2 separate regions of the Ovis aries genome follow, and region 2 is linked to region 1. The links are chromatin contacts, called in public Hi-C maps. All regions are on one chromosome and are shown on one strand. Each heading gives the region's core, a stretch centred on a gene start, on an enhancer-like site or on the middle of the called end of the contact. The rest is flanking DNA. Distances are from core to core; before and after follow the strand shown.

Evidence for each region. Hi-C and Micro-C count contacts between places; a contact is called where the count stands out from the background.
Region 2: a contact with region 1 is called in a Hi-C map of liver, with 2.3 times the contacts expected there. The contact joins two enhancer-like sites. A contact is called at or near these places in 3 of 16 Hi-C or Micro-C datasets (blood, liver and muscle).

The regions. Positions count from the first base shown.
Region 1 is chr4:47,682,236-47,690,191 of ARS-UI_Ramb_v3.0, reverse strand. All of the region lies in intron 2 of LOC114114509, which reads left to right. Among named protein-coding and RNA genes, the nearest start is that of KMT2E, 19 kb to the left of the region's middle. Within about 2 kb of position 5,036, at least 45 of the 54 cell types and tissues checked have an H3K27ac peak or open chromatin away from gene starts, as enhancers often do. A contact at or near this core is called in liver, where this site is marked.
Region 2 is chr4:47,791,256-47,799,211 of ARS-UI_Ramb_v3.0, reverse strand. It overlaps KMT2E (lysine methyltransferase 2E (inactive)), which reads right to left. Exons shown (of 25, transcript XM_060414670.1): 20 at 7,734-7,790; 21 at 7,022-7,585; 22 at 5,506-5,795; 23 at 4,518-4,606; 24 at 4,014-4,111; 25 at 909-3,158. The coding sequence ends at 1,650. Among named protein-coding and RNA genes, the nearest start is that of KMT2E, 90 kb to the right of the region's middle. Within about 2 kb of position 2,776, at least 17 of the 54 cell types and tissues checked have an H3K27ac peak or open chromatin away from gene starts, as enhancers often do. A contact at or near this core is called in liver, where this site is marked.

The DNA of each region.
Region 1 (7,956 bases), core at 3,787-6,286:
ATTTAGAATGTATGGATAAGAAGGGTGAGAAGAAAATAAAATTTTTTTCAGATGAGTGTATTTCAACACATCCTGCCTAATAAATTCAAGTCTGAAGGGACAAATGAGGTGTGGAATTGAGTCCTTCCAACATTCCACTATGTTGAGCATTCTTCCTGTTCAAAGAGGCAGTGAGGGATAATTTGTGAGTTGCTGCAGTTAAAAAGAATGTGCCATACAAGCACCCAAGGACAGAGAAGGATGGAGTTACTGGTGTTAAAAAGAGAAATGAGTTTACAAAAGTGCCAAATACATGAACAAGAACACACCATTAAATTCCTCTCAAACATTGTATATGAGAGTAGGTACATCTGTGGGCTGTCACAATGGTCAGTCTTGCTCCATGCAGCATAAGCATAGCAGATGTTAGCAAAGATTGATAGAATTCAGATTAGCCTGAAAACCCCCAATATACGATGTTACCTCTCCCTCCCTCTTTATGCATGCAGTAGTTTGCCCAACAAGTGACTGGCTTCTGTTTAAATAGCCTCAGTAATACTGGGCATCTCTGTGGTCAGCTCTTTTTCCCTCTGCACCTCTGGAACTGAATACATTATTCCAAATTGGTTCTGTCCCACAAAACATGATGAGTAAAATGAGGAACTGGATAGGTAGGTGGCAAACAGCAAAAGTTATTTGGGCATGTAACTCACTTGTAAGTAGACTAACCAAGTTAAGCAAGAACTATTGGAGAAATTTAACCTTAATTTTTTTTTAATGTTATTTTTAAATCTTTGGGAATATTCAGAATAACTTACTAGAATTACAGCAAGTTTCAGAAGCTATTTGAGATAAAAGATGTTACATGTAAAACTAAAATTATACGGAGTATATAATTGTACACATTACAATAAACTTAAATCTCAGTTTGAGTTATTTCTTCATAATCATTGAGTTTCTTTTTCCCTAAGGTAAAGTGTGAGTATGTTTTAATACATGCTGTATTAATTGACCAGACAAGCACTTGGTGATATTTTCAGGTGCCAGAAAGCATTATGATGAAGACCATGTTGAAATAAATCATCAGCCAGCACTTGTAAGTTACTATGACCATACATGCTTGCATGAAGTTGAGGTTTATCTACCCTTTATCCCATTAAGGACTAGAATAAGACTAGGCAAACTATAGCCAGCACTGCCTGTGTCTTTATAGCTGAGGAGTTAAGAACGTTGTTTATATTTTTGAAGTGTTACTGTGGGGGTATGGGCACCCTATTTGACTGAGACTGTGGTTTGCAAAGCCTAAAATATTTCTTATGTGACCCCCCTATACAGAAGGAAAAAAAAAGACTGGATTCCTGAACTAGAGCAGTTAAAGTATTCTGAACTTAAGACTTCTGAAAACAAATAATGTTCAAATGGTAACCAGTAAGCCAGAGAGCCTGCTGGTCATCAAGGGATCAGTTGGTACACAGGAAAGGAAGCCAGGTTAGCCAGGAGGTCAGACTACACATACCAATAAATGGCTAAGGAATAGGCAAATAATTATATACCCTATGTCTGAGCCAGTAGATGGAATAATATGCTGTGATTAAAATGAATTTGTAATAACATGTAAAAAATGTTCTTAATATATTTAAGCTATTAGTATAATGCTCTATACCCTATATCTTGGTGACATATAGGAAGAAAATATAGGAGGTATGCACATATAGTACATACTACTTTTGTAGGGGTAGGGGTTTTACTTAGTCCTCTGCTGAGTGCTACATAGGTGGTCATACAGCAGCACTCTCTGAAGCACCATGTTGTTCAGTCACTCAGTCGTGTCTGACTCTGTTGCAACCCTGTGGACTAGCACACCAGGCTCCTCTGTCCATGGGATTTCCCAGGGAAGAACACTGGAATGGGTTGCCATTTCCTTCTCCAGGGGATCTTCCCGCCCCAGGGATCGAACCTGCATCTCCTTCATTGCAGGCAGAGTCTTTACCGCTGAGCCACCAGGGAAGTATAGTGCTGTATTTTCAAGAGAAACAAGCTAATGCGTTAAGGAAATTGTGAGTCAGGGCCTGAATCATGCTCAGTATTCAAAAATAATTAATTAATGGGACAGATGACATTAATAAATGGAAAACAATTATTTGTCTCCTCACTAGGAAAATAACCTTCAAATATGGCACTGACCAAGTGAAAGTTTTAGTGCAGTAGAACCACAGATTACTATGAATACTTCATTACTTGACAGACTACTAATAAAGTTAATTGAAGTTTAATAAGCATTGTCAAGATTTTCTTTTGAAATGATGGACTCTTCAGTGAGGTGTTGGCATTTTATAAAGCAATTAACAAAGCTATATTGAACCTAAAAATTGGTCACCAATTCATGTACATCCTATGTGTAGTTGCCTTCCTTGGGCAGCCTTTGACATATTAAAATTTAAAACAGAACTGTGCACTTAATCACACTCACCAGTTAGAGAATTTAATTTACTTCATGAGGCATTAATACATAATATATACTTTACTGACAGTTTCACAGGGGGTACTGAGTAAGGAGTTTAAACTGCGAAAATTACCCTATAAGATTTTCTTCTAACTGTGGTAAAATACATGAGGTCTGTTATCTTAAATTTTAATGTGTACAGTACCATAGTGTTTCTCCTAAGCTTGCTTTTTTTTTTTTTTTTTTTTGCTGCTTATTTTCCAGGTGCCCTGTCTTTCTAAAAATGTCTTCCTCTAAGTCATCTTTCATTTTGCAGAACAATTTAGCACTTGTCAGCAATATACAAACTTAGCAAGTATATTCTTGTACTTGTTTAGGAAGTAGCAAATACGATCAGATTGCAAGTTCTACCTTGTGGCACTGATCTTGGTGCAAGGTCCCACTGGGTTGAGGACTGGTAGTATCAAGAACGCTGTAGCTGCTTGTCACAGATGGACCCGGCTATAAAAGCAGCAGCATCTGTCTGATATCTTTGAGAAGTGTCTCACTGGATTTAGCTAACTAATTTTACCAAGTATTTGGCAAGGTGTGACTGCAGTACAGGGTCTTTTATTTCACAACTTGATTCGGGTCCTTGGCCTGCAAAGGCTTGGTTCACTTCAGTGCTTTCCCTCAACCCCAGGCCCTTGGTCGGCAATAAACAAGGTAATAAAGAGTTGTACATTTTAATCATAAATAGGTGAAAGAGAGCTTAAACTGGTTTAATAAACTTAGCATACATTGTCTCTGAGTCTAAAACATCTTGAGGAAATAACAGCATTTGCACAAACTGGTTTTTCTATAAAAAGGCCACATTTCCATCCAGCACATTTTATTTGGCTGTGTTTTCCTTTCCTATAATAGGACAGAACTTCAAGAATTCCAAAGCAAATTTGCACTTTTGCATAAATTACTCGTTTGGTGATTGTCATGCCTCCATAGGTATTTTCTACCTGATTGTATAAAATATGGAGGGCTTGAGACTAACCAGAGAAATGATTCCAAGCAACCATGATATATTTGCTTTTAAGCCCGTAGTTCCCAAGAAGGCAATGGCAACCCACTCCACTGTTGTCGCCTGGAGAATCCCAGGGATGGGGTAGCCTGATGGGCTGCCATCTTTGGGGTCATACAGCATCAGATACGACTGAAGCAACCTAGCAGCAGCGGTAGTTCTTAAAATGGGGGTTCTGGGTCAACCTATAGCAGAATTAACTGTGGTGTCTGTTTTTGACAAACTACCAAGTTAAAATCAAATCAGTCCTGTATTTTGAAAAGGTATACTCGAGAAAATTTAACCTTTTTTGAGATACTAAATTTCAATGAAGATGTCAGAGAATAATGAAAACACTTTGAAAGATTAGTTGTGGAGGCAGGAGAGAAGGATTTTGCCTGGCCAAATGAATTTAAATATTATAACAAGGAGATTAGCAATCTTTAAGAAAATTGGTATCTAAAAGGAAGTTACTTGTCTGCACAGTAGGTTCACCGTAAACAATCTGCTATTGCTAACCTTTGGTAGGCTTAAAAAAAAACTTTACAGTTACATTTGTAATCTGTGAACCCAACCATTAACTGGAAAATAGTCAAGGGGAATTCAGGTGCAAGATGCAAGATCTTTGTACATAGCAAATACAGCTTCAAAACACCTCCAGAGTGTGGATTAAAGTAGTTCATCAGAATCCTCTCACGGCGTTTCATGGAACCAGATTATTTGGGCTAAGATTGTTTCAAGCTCCCAGAAAATAAGTTTAAATGACCTTTAACATCAGTTTCTTCCAGAGATACTCCCCTAGATCCCAAATACGCAGATTTCTAACTAATTTTTTGCCATGACCTTTTGACAGCCCCATGAAGTGAAGTGGTAGTCGCGCAGTCGTGTTAAGACTCTCTGCGACCCCATGGACTGTATGTAGCCTGCCAGGCTTCTCTGTCCATGGGATTCTCCAGGGTCTTTCCAACCCAGGGATTGAATCCTGGTCTTCGGCACTGCAGGCAGATTCTTTACTATCTGAGCCACCAGGGAAGCCTAAAAATTCTCAGCATGCTGTAAATGTACATTAGAGTGCACACACGACTCTCAGGGCCGTCCCCGGACTCCTGGTTAGTAATGAGGCCTTAAGCTACTGTTAGCCCAGCACCCCGTTCTAGCTTAGAACAGCCTCTTCCCTCAACAGTCCTTGGAGAAACTAGCGGAAATGCTAATGGAGGTTAACCCTCTTCAAAGTCGGGCCAATCAAGAGGAAGGAGAGGTTCTGTCGTCCAGTTTTGGCCTTTTGTGGAAATAGGCCTTTTCACTGTATATCTGATAAACGGGCTTAATCATAAACAGTGGACACACCCAAGATCCCCTTTCTCTTCATTCAGAACTCCCTCGCTCCTGTTGGGATGGAATTTGCCCTCGTGAACTCTACCCAGCCGTCCAAACATTGGCTCCCCGTTTGGAAGAGGGAACTGTGGGTGGCTGCGCAGCAGATACAGCAAGCTCATGGCTTGACCACCGGCCCGAGCGAGTCGGCGCCTGGAGCCCGGCGCTCTCGTCGAGGCAGCCGGCTGGCCAGCGCCGAGAGGGGCGTAGCCGGGCCGCTGTGAGCGTCACAGGGGCGCCGCTCTCGCAGCGGGGGAGAGGGAGGGGTTGGCCCCGGAAAGCGGCTCTCGCGTTTCCAGAGGCCCGCCGCCCTTCGGTCGAGGCTGCCGGCAGCCAGCAGTTCCAGGGGGTCGCAGGAGGAGAGGGCAGGCTGCGCAACCGCTGCCCGGCTGGAGCTGCCGCCCCGCCCGCGTCGTCTCGGAGGAGCCTCAAAAACGCATTTCCTCCTCGGCCGAGCCCACTTCCGCCCAGCGTTTCCTGGGGCCCTCTAGTCCAGAGTTTTAGCCTTCTCGGTGTTCAGTGTCCTAGTTGACGCACTTTAAGGTCAGCTTCTCATTCCTTCCCAAAAGTATATAATGTACCTTACAACTTGCCGCGGTGCACACAGCTCAGTGAACCTGGCTGCACCCACCATCTTCGGAAATACTGGTAGCGGGGGGTCAGTCTGTCCATTGTCCTACGTGCCGAGTGGCAATGACTGTTGATTATGCTCTGCTAGAGGAGGCCAGAACGATAATGTCCGTGCCATGGGAAGAATCTGTATTTGAATTCTGAGTCCCGTGACACTGCTTACAAGCTGTGTCCAGATTTAAAAGATGAATGTCGCTGATTCATTTGTTGATGGATCAAATGAGATAAAAGCATACAAACCCCTTAGCATACGGGGCATAGAGTTGTATCTAGCATAAAGGCTAACTAAAAATAAGGAAATGTATAAAATAATTATCGACCATCTATTTGTTCAAATTATGTTGGTTGTGTTAGGTAAGGCTTCTCCCCGTCCCCATAGGAATGGCCTCCTCCCATCTGAAAAAGCTGGTGTTTCTTAGTATGTTACCAGCTCCCAGGCATCCTTTCAAGCTCCTGGTTCTGAAGAAGTTTCTGTTCGTATTCAACTTGACCATTATTGCAGAGCTTAGTACTGGATGAGTATTTTGTAGGGATGGTAGACAAGCCTAGGTTTGGTATGATTGTAGCACCGTTCTGTTTTTATTTCAGAGGAAAAATGTAGTAGTAGTAGTAGTAGTAGATAGGCTTCCTCCCAAGTACATTTTAGGCTGCTAACTAACAACAAACCATAATACTTACCAACCCGTACCCCCTACCATTTGGAGCCAGGTAGATTGGAGATGGGGTGGTGAAAAAAGATCTAAACAAAGATGCTAGATTTTTTGTTAGTTGCACTAATGACGCTAGCAGTTTTCTGTGCTGCTTGTGATAATTTACAAGGAAATTATAAGAGAACTAAGCATTAAAAAATTATTTTCCACCAAAAAACTGAGAAACTCCAAACTTGTGACTAATTCATTCATGATCCATTTGATCTTGAGATGTTGAGGAGTAATTAGAACTTTTCTAGGCTGAGTTGTTGACTTGTTTTGATTGATTTCTGCATTCCCAGCAGGACTCTTAAGTCCTTGCCCCTTCAGACACTATTCTCACTGCTGCATAACTAAGACAAGATCTTCAAATATCACAGTTTCTACTGTGCAGTGAGATGATCTTGTCATCACACTGGTTAAAGAGGTGGAGGTTCCTTATACTTTAGAAAATTTTTTATGTAAGTTACACTACAGTTTCTTTTAAATGACATTTTCAATGCTTAATGACATGGAAAGATGAGCATCATGTATAATTTGATGAAATCCCATATTCAAAGTAATCTCATTATTGTAAAAAAAATTAAATGTTCTGCAATGCTGAGTTATTCCTCTCTTAATATGGAGAAATAAAAGTTATTTTGTAAACTGGGGTGGGTTGCTGTGCCCTCCTCCAGATCTTTCTAACCCAGGAATCGAACCTGCATCTGTTACCTTTACCTGCATTGGCAGGCAGGTTCTTTACCACTGGCACCACCTGGAAAGCCCATAAAGATAAATAATGTCAGTTTGATAAATCAAGAAATAGAAACAAACATTATTTAGGAATCTGGAGTTACCTCAAAGATGTTGCCTCTTAAGGTTAAGAACGGGGTGGTGTTCCTTTTAATTTTAAGCTCTTGGATGTAAGGTGGGGTATTTGTTTTCTTTTTTTTTTTTAATGCATGATTTACTTTGCTAAATAAATTAAAAAAAAAAACTCAGTGTTTAATTTTTTTAAATTTATTTTCATCCAGATTACCCTACCCTTTTCCAGGTTACTCTTCACCACTCACCTCGCAAAGAGAAATTTGAAAACCCAGCTGAAAGGCACTTTAAATAACAATCAGTCTCAGGTAGAAACAAATTATAAATTGCTGAATATAAAGCACGAGGATTTTTCCTTTCTTTTAATTGCGGGGCTAGAAATAAAGCTGTTTGATTGTCCTAAACTGCATCATACTCTTTCTGGGATAGGCTTCTGGCTTGAATCTTTACTGATTGTATGTTTTGTTACACTATGGGAACTATATTAGCAAAACAGTTCTAGAGTCACAGTTGTGTATTTGGCGCCCTCTAGTGCAATTTTTAAATGACAAAAGCATAGTTTATCTTTGATGAGCTGTTAACTGGAAGAGAATAAAATTTAAATTTACCTTCTCAGTGTGGCTGATCTTGATTTTTTCCGACATCTGCCAAGACTGATACCCCTCTATCTACACGTTATTTCCTAGTCATGACACTCACTAGACTGTGACCTTGTACTAACTAGTTCCTTAATCTCTGCACTTCAGTTTCCTCATCTGTAAAATGAGGATGATAATCATAAGAATGCTAACATGAATGCCCTGCACATACTAAGAACAATAATCGCTGGCTATCTTTCTTTTACACTTAATGGATCAGTCAGTACTAAACATACTTAAAGACAGTAATTGATCTTGACTCATCATGCTCTGCTAGTTGGAGAATGTGAAGAATGCTAATGAGTAGCTTAAAAAATAGAATAAAAGCTTAGATGTGATTCTCCTCTCTGATCCCATCTTACT
Region 2 (7,956 bases), core at 1,527-4,026, 110 kb before region 1:
CGTAAGTAGAATTTTGTCTGCTGATCAGAGAGGGCAAAGCTGACCTAAGTTTTTAAAATGTGAAGATGATCAGGATTGAGCCCTAAGCAAAGCTATGTTAATGTAGCTATTTTTAAAAGGAAATGGAAATTAAAAATGTAAAACATATTACTGCCAATCTTAGTCATTTTTAGTCTACTTTTTTCTCCAATACACAGATTTCATATACTGTGCCAAATTAAGCAACTGCATGATGAAAGATGTGTTGACAAATACTGTCCCTTCTATTGGTTTTATTTACTCCTCCTGAGAGGTAGAAGATAAGTATTATTCCAAAATAATTTTATAGTTCAGCGATAAAATGTTCACTTGAGGCCGTTTTCATTTTGCTTAGCTAAGAAATAATACCTTTTTCCTTTAGTTTTGTACACCCAAAACAAATTTTATTTCCTACTAGTCTTTTAAATACTATAGCTAGACAATATTGCGTTAAGGTTTTCACCTAGTTTTGATTCATCAAGAGGACATTTCAGTCATGTGCTAACATGTCCAAGTGAGATATTCCTGTTTTTAGGTGAGAGACTCTGTATTTTCAAAAGGTTGTAAAGTAGTCTACAATTGAATCGTGTACTGCTTTAATGAAATGGATCCCTTTCGTATGATGTCAGATAACTGAATGTTTGCAGCATTTATGTAGCATGGTAGTTTCTTATGGCTCTTGCTCCTGCGAAATCACATGTAGGAACATTACAGGAACAAGCCTTCACTGCTTCCTGACGCTTGCTGCAGTCCAGTTCAACTGAGGTAGTAGTTGCTAAAGAAAATGGAAGGCTCCTTACAAACTATCTGGAAAAGGTAACTTTGTAAAGAAAAAAAACAAAAAACGCTTAAACAGACCCCAGTCTCAGAAGTTGTTCAGGACAATTTGGTAAAACTGACATAATTGTGGTTTATTAACATGAATTAAAATGCCCAACCAGTGCTTCAATGTGACAGTATATTTAAAATAAAGAAATTAAAAGCCATATACTGTACTACTTTCACAAAGATCACATAGTTTTGCAAAGACTTGTCATATGTACAATGCTATATATCAAATGAGAAAGCTGTAAGCAATTATATACGCAAAAGAAATGCAGTATTTACAGTCAGGAGACATTAAAAATCATTTATACATTAAATTACATTTTGCTTGCAAATAACCGATAAAACAAAATGAGCCCTGTTCACAGCAAACTATAAAAATCTGTATTGCATTTTTTTATACCTAAGATGCACTCACAGAACTGCTGATAGAAAGAAAATCCTCATACTGCCATTACTTAGCTGTGTGGTTAATGCATATGTATAAAATAATATAGAAAACATTCACTAAATGAATTTTAATTGCAACAATAAAATTTAAAGATCATGTAGCATCAAATCTACTGCCAGAAAAACAGCTGGAATGTTCACTTACAAAATAAAAGCTACTAACACTGGCTTAACAGCACATTTTTTAAGGAATTTTAAAAAGCAAAAATGGGAAAAATACAATGAAAGAGCACTGGTGTTTTTTCTTTTTTTATACAAAGTTTCATGTACAAGCTTTAAAAAGTACCATAACTGGTACATATGAAATATACAGTTTATCTTACAGAACATTTTAAAAAATGTTTTTGAAGTCTGTTTTAATGCCACCCCGAACCATGGTAATTGTTCTGAAATGTTGGTGGCACCTGTGCTCTGTGAATTGGAATCTGTCCAGGCACTGGAGATGCCTGCTGAGGTCCTTGGACCCCATGTGGCAGGGCCACAGAGCCAGGATGAGGACAGAACCCTGAAGCGGTAGGTGTCGGAATACTGTTTGGTCCTTGGGGCTGGAGATGAGGACCTGCAACTGGTAATGGGCAATGTGGCCCTGTTCCAGAAGGCTGGTGTTGGGGTCCCAGTCCCAGAGTGGTGTGATGTGTAGCTTGCGAAGGATACGGTGGTACAGCTGGATGAGCACTTGAAGGAAAAAGTGGAGGTCCTTGATGAGATGGATGGTGTAAGGCTTGAGCTGCCGCGGTGTGATGCCCAGAAGCCAGAACACTGGAAGGTGGAGGCGGAGGGGGAGGCGGAGGGGCTGAATTCACCACGTGCTGGTGTTGTGCTTGTAGACCCTGGAGTCCTGTGGGAGGGTGGGGCGGTGGATGGTGATGAGGGGCAGGGCCAGGAGGTGGAGGGGGTGGTGGCAAATGGTGTCCAGCAGTTTGAGAATGAATATGCGAGCCAGGGGTGACGGCGTGAACAGGCCCCACCACATGTGCTACTGAGTGTGGCTGATGGGGGCTTGGCTGTTGTGCAAGGTGTGGTCCTGGAGCAGGCGGTGGTGGAGGAGGGGGTGGGACCACAGCAGCAGACGGCTGATGGTGAACAGCAGGGTTCTGAGAAGGCAGAAAGTGCCCTGGAGTAACGTGGTGTCCTGGAACTGTCTGCTGGCTTGTGGCGCCAGGAAGTGCTTGATTTGGTCCTGATGTAAACACAGTTTGTTGGGAAAGACTACCTTTAAGCTGATTATAATTCTGAAAGTTTGCAGAGGGCTGCTGGTTTTGATAATAAGACGAAGAAGGGGGTGGAGGGGGTGGAGGGGGTGGAGCCGTGCTGCTCAGACTTGTCTGATTAAACTGACTGTATGTTGCTGAAGATTGTCCTGAGGGTGTTTGTGTAAATAATGCTCCAGAAGTTGCCTGCTGAGTACTGGCTTGAAGGTTCTGTGCGGCTGGGTAAAAATTTCTTGGAGGCTCTCGCTGAGGTGTTCCAACTTGAGGTGACTGTGAATGGTGAGGCCTGTAGGGAGAGCCTAACTGCTGTGTAGGAGGCTTTGGTGAGAGATAGCCATGCTGTACAGGCGTGTGAGGCGTTGATGACTTTGGAGGATTTTCTATGTGAGGTGACGGAGGACAGTGCAACTTCATGGGTGCAGAAGGCAGCTTTTGTGAGAGTTGCTCAGATGAACAGCGAACGAGTGGCTGTGGAGGATGGTTCTTTGAAAGTGCTTGGGGGTTATTTGACAGCTGTTTTTGATGGAGTTCTGTTTTCAGGTGGACACCATTCTCAGCTTCTGATACAATAACTGTTCCCTCCCAATGGGAATCTGGTTTTGTAAGTATTTTCCCATGTGGCTGAACAGGAATTACAGGTCCAGGTGAACCAGGCTATGTAAAGAAAACAAATTATATAAAGTTATGAAACATTCTGTATACATTGAAGTTTGTTGTTGTTATAACATTCATTTTATATATTTAATATAATGAATGTTTATATTATTCATTTTAAAAGGGGCAGGGAATAGGATAGGTCTGTAGACAACTTCAGAGGTTTCAGATACTAAAAAGCCAATTTTTTAAGTAGGTCAACAAGTTCTGCTAATAAGCTTCAACTGAATTCCCCAAATTTTCATTGAACACAAATTAAGGAAATTAATCTCCATTTTTCCCCCTAAGTACCTTAAACACTTGAGGCAAGTTTCAATTCTGTAATTTAAATTTCTATATTCAAAATAATGACAAATCTGCTTGGGGTTGATAAACTTGCTCCCCACCCCCAACTGTTTTCATTCATAATACCTTTTCAATGTTCAAATACAGATAATCCAAGTATGAGAGTATGTGAATATATAATAATGTTCTTTAAGGAGAAAGAAAAAATCAGATTGCCTCACTATTAGTTTGCAAAGATAATGCCCCATTAGGTTATCATGTATTCATGATCCAGGACAGAGGTAGCATTTCTTTCAAATGAATGTCATCTGACCTTTTGTTTTTAGAGAATTAATTGACTGGTCAAATATTTCATGAACAGACTCTAAATTTCCTAGACACTAGCATAAGGAAGGGGGGTGAGCTACTGAAGCAAACGTAAGCTGCTGAAGTATGTTTACCACGTTGGAACTTTAACAGGAAAAATGTCCAGAAATCACAAACTGATACTTGGGTACAGCAGAAAAATCTCCAGGTGCGCTTTACCATCCACTTTTCAGAATGGCCACGTTCAAAGGTCAATGTTATTACCTTGCTTATTTTTGAAGGACTTTTACAAGTATTTTGGGAAGTATCTGGGGATGGGCATTCATTTGTAGTTGTGGGTTCTAGATTTTCAGGATCAGGATCTGTAAAGCATAAGGAATCACAGAAAATGTAAAATTACATGATAAATATTTCCTTTTACTAATACTTCAATGTACATTCCATTAATTCAAACCAGCATCTAGAAAGGCTCTCTCCTTTATGCTTTCAAAAGGTATTTAAAACCACCACCATGACAGGTCATCTGCTTACTGACCTTCTGTAAGTTCACTGAAAGAAGGGACTGGGCCCTTGGGTTGCAACTGGGGAATGTGATTTGAATGAGATGAAGGAGAAGACGGAACATGATTCGGTGAACATGGGACACATGGTGACTCTGCCCCTAGAGACGAAGCAGAAGCAGACCCGGAGAGAACATTAGGAATGCAGAGGACGAGCGCAGGGGGGTTAGCTGCCTCCACTCTTTGGCAAAGGAACAAGCTCACTTACCACTGTCTTTATCTTTTCGGTGATCACTGAGCAGCAGAGCTCTCTGATAACTCCTCTCTCTCACTTGCTCCACTGAAGTTGAGGCTGTCCTGTAAAATCAAGTCATATCATCAGTTTAAAAGTTATTGCTGGCTAGATCATTTTTTGCCACTTGATGGTCAACATATCCTCCCAGGTATAAAGGCTTAGGCTCTTTAAGGGAAATACTTTGGTGTTAAGTTTTGAAAACAGTACCCCCAACACCTCCCCCCAGACTGAGATTTTTATCAGTAATTTGAAGAACTCAAGCAGACTCCATTCCTTTGTCTTAAGCAAGTTCTTGGTGAAGAGGGGCTTGTTGAAGCGTAGCATGTAGCATGTTAACATTCAGACCATCACTTCAAATTACCAAAGGGACCAAATATACCCCTTACAGATTTACCTTGTATCTGGATTATAAGGCTAGCAGGAAGCTCAGAGGTAAGAGGACCAAGATGTAAAATGCACGTGGCCTTCTGCCCTTTGCCAAGACCCTCACTAGCCAGCTGCTTCTATTCCTTTTGAAGAAACACTAAACATGATTGTTGTTTCAAGGTAATGATAAGGGTGGTAAACAAATCATGAGATGCTATGATAAAGGTTCTTTGGAAAGGAGTATTTGTTTGAAAAATGTGAAAATTATCAAGGAGTAGATACAATGAACCTTTAACGACACAGACAAATAAATATCTTGGTTAAAACCTTATCAGCAAAAAGGATCTGTCAAAATTAATATTACAAACCGCTATCTGCTTAGCCTTAGGAGAACAACAACAAACAAAAATCTGTCGTTTAGCAGAATAGCATAGTTCAAATCTTTACAGGTATAGCCCTATTCAGAATGAGCCAAGATACTGACTGGGAGATAAAATAACAAAGACTACTTTCATAAGAAGGTATACTGTTTGTTTGTAGTTCTAAAGTTACCAATTAGGTCTGTGTTTTGTTTTTTTTCAAACAGGCAGCTTACCATTGAACTTCTGGTTCATTCTTTTCACTGGCAGACGCTTCCTTAACAGTACCGTTATTGCTGGTTTCTTCCGAAGTAGCATGATAAACTGTAGCTGGTGTTGGTAAAGGTAGGCTAGCGGCGCTTTCTACCTGCTCCCCATTTTCACTCCTGTGGGCACACCCATCAGCACTGCTGCTGCTCAAGTTTCCACTTGTGTGAGGTGATACACTAACCAGCGCAAAGTGTTCTGTCTTAGAGCCACTTTTCCTAGCTTCTCGTTGTCTCTTCCGATATTCTAATAGAGAAACCTTAAGCAAGAAAGATAAGGAAAAGCGCATCTTTTATTCTTGTTTTAAATGTCAGAAACAATCTATTCTTTTTTCTAAAGAGAATTATTATATTTACATTAGGAAAATTATGTAAAATAATTTGATTCCGAACAAATAACAATAATAAACAATTAGCAAATGCCTACTTTATGCCAGGCATTGTATTTAGATGATTTTACATACATTATGTCATTTAAGCCTCACAACAACCCTATGAAATAGGTATATATTATCATCCCCATTTTACAGATGAGGAAATTGAGTAACTCACTCACTCAAGGTCACACAGCTGGTGAGTGTTGGAGCCGGGATTCGAACCTAGGTCTTACTTGAAAGCCCGTGCTCTTTCCACTATACTATATTGCTTCCCACAAAGTTGCCAACTGGACTCTGTTATAAAAATTAAAAGCACACATCACTAAAATTCTTTGACTTGAAAAGCAATAAGCCTATTAACAAATAAATACGTGTTGTAGTTTCTCCCACTGCTCTGAAATAAGGCATTCTTATTGTTTCAGTATGTCTGCCAACCAAATAATGGTGGTAAATCACAATACTTATATCTCTTAGTACAATACTTTTCAAAATACTTTTATATCCATGGCTTAAAAATACTATAGATATTACTGATGAGGAAAGAGGCCATTTCTTCCATTTTGGGCCTCATGTTCTATGTAAAATAAGGGTAATAACACAAATGGGGCTTCCCTCATAGCTCAGTGGGTAAAACAATCTGCCTGCAGTGCAGGAGACCGGGGTTCAATCCCTGGGTCGGGAAGATCCCCTGGAGAAGGAAACAGCAACCCACTCCAATATTCTTGCCTGGAGAATCCCATGGACAGAGGAGCCTGGCAGGCTACAGTCCATGAGGTCCCAAGAGTCAGACACGACTTAGCGACGAAACCACCAAGAAGACATAGTACTCAGTTCCATTTATTTGGTTGGGGAGTGGTTATTTTTAAAAGTTACTCAAAGTGAAGTAACCACCTTGAGTTTTTGATCTCTGAAACCATGGTCCTTATAATAATTCAGTTCTCTGCAAACAGTATCTAGTCAATGGGGCACTGACAAAAGATTTAAAAATGCACACATCAATAATATGAATAAAGTATGAATGCCTTACATAATACATAGCTATTAATTACCCTCAGTAGTAGTATGAATGAAACACTATTAAAAGGACTATAAATTGTTAAATTTGTAACCTTTTTCTTTTGTGGTGGATTCTGGGGTGTGCAACTTCCGTCGATCAAATTGTCATTAACCGTCCGTCCGAAACCAGATACAAGCCCATCTTCTGAAGTACAAAACACGGGTGTTTCCATAAACATGCCTCTAGTATCATCCTGCATCAGGCACTTTGACTCACTTATTCGGAAGCCGCCTCCAACCTCCAACTGATGCGAGGGTGTCAGGTCCCTCAAGTTGGAATTTACTGAGAAGTTAACGCCTGTTCTCTCAGGACTCTTTACCCAGGAAGAATACAGTGGGCCCCGACCCGAGTGAGCAGATTCCAGTTGGCTGTTAGAATCAGTCCTGTCATGTGTAGTTGTTTCCATGGTTTTATGTAAGGCAGTTTGCTCGACTGTATCGAGTCCTAGTTGAAGATCTGACGCCGGTTCCTTTTCTCCAGGGCACTGCCTGCTGATTTCAGTCCTATTCCTAGGGCTGCCATAGCCAATAGTCTTTATTTCTTGCAGACCCAGTTCAGTTAAATTAGAATTTCTAAAAGGCCCCAATGTTAACATGGTTGACGATCTGTCATATCCCTGTTTACAGAATTAAAAAAAAAAAATTACACAAATAACCACATTTGGAAGCTACTTACTTATATTAAAACTACCAATAATTTAAGCAAAATAATGATACAAAGAAAAAAGCCACCAATTAAAGAAATCTTTCTTAATATCTCCTTACCTCTTGACTATAAGTGCGTCTCTTAATTTCTGGAGAACTTTCTGGGGAAGAAATATTCTACATAAAAGACAGAAGCAGAATTGAAAATTATAATATATAACTAAACCCATATTTACAGAAATGAAAACTTATGAGAAACTACTACACACACTTTGGTTTTAAACTTTTCTCTTTTATTTCCATTGTCCTTATAGTTGGCTTTAAAGTCACTTTGATATATAGC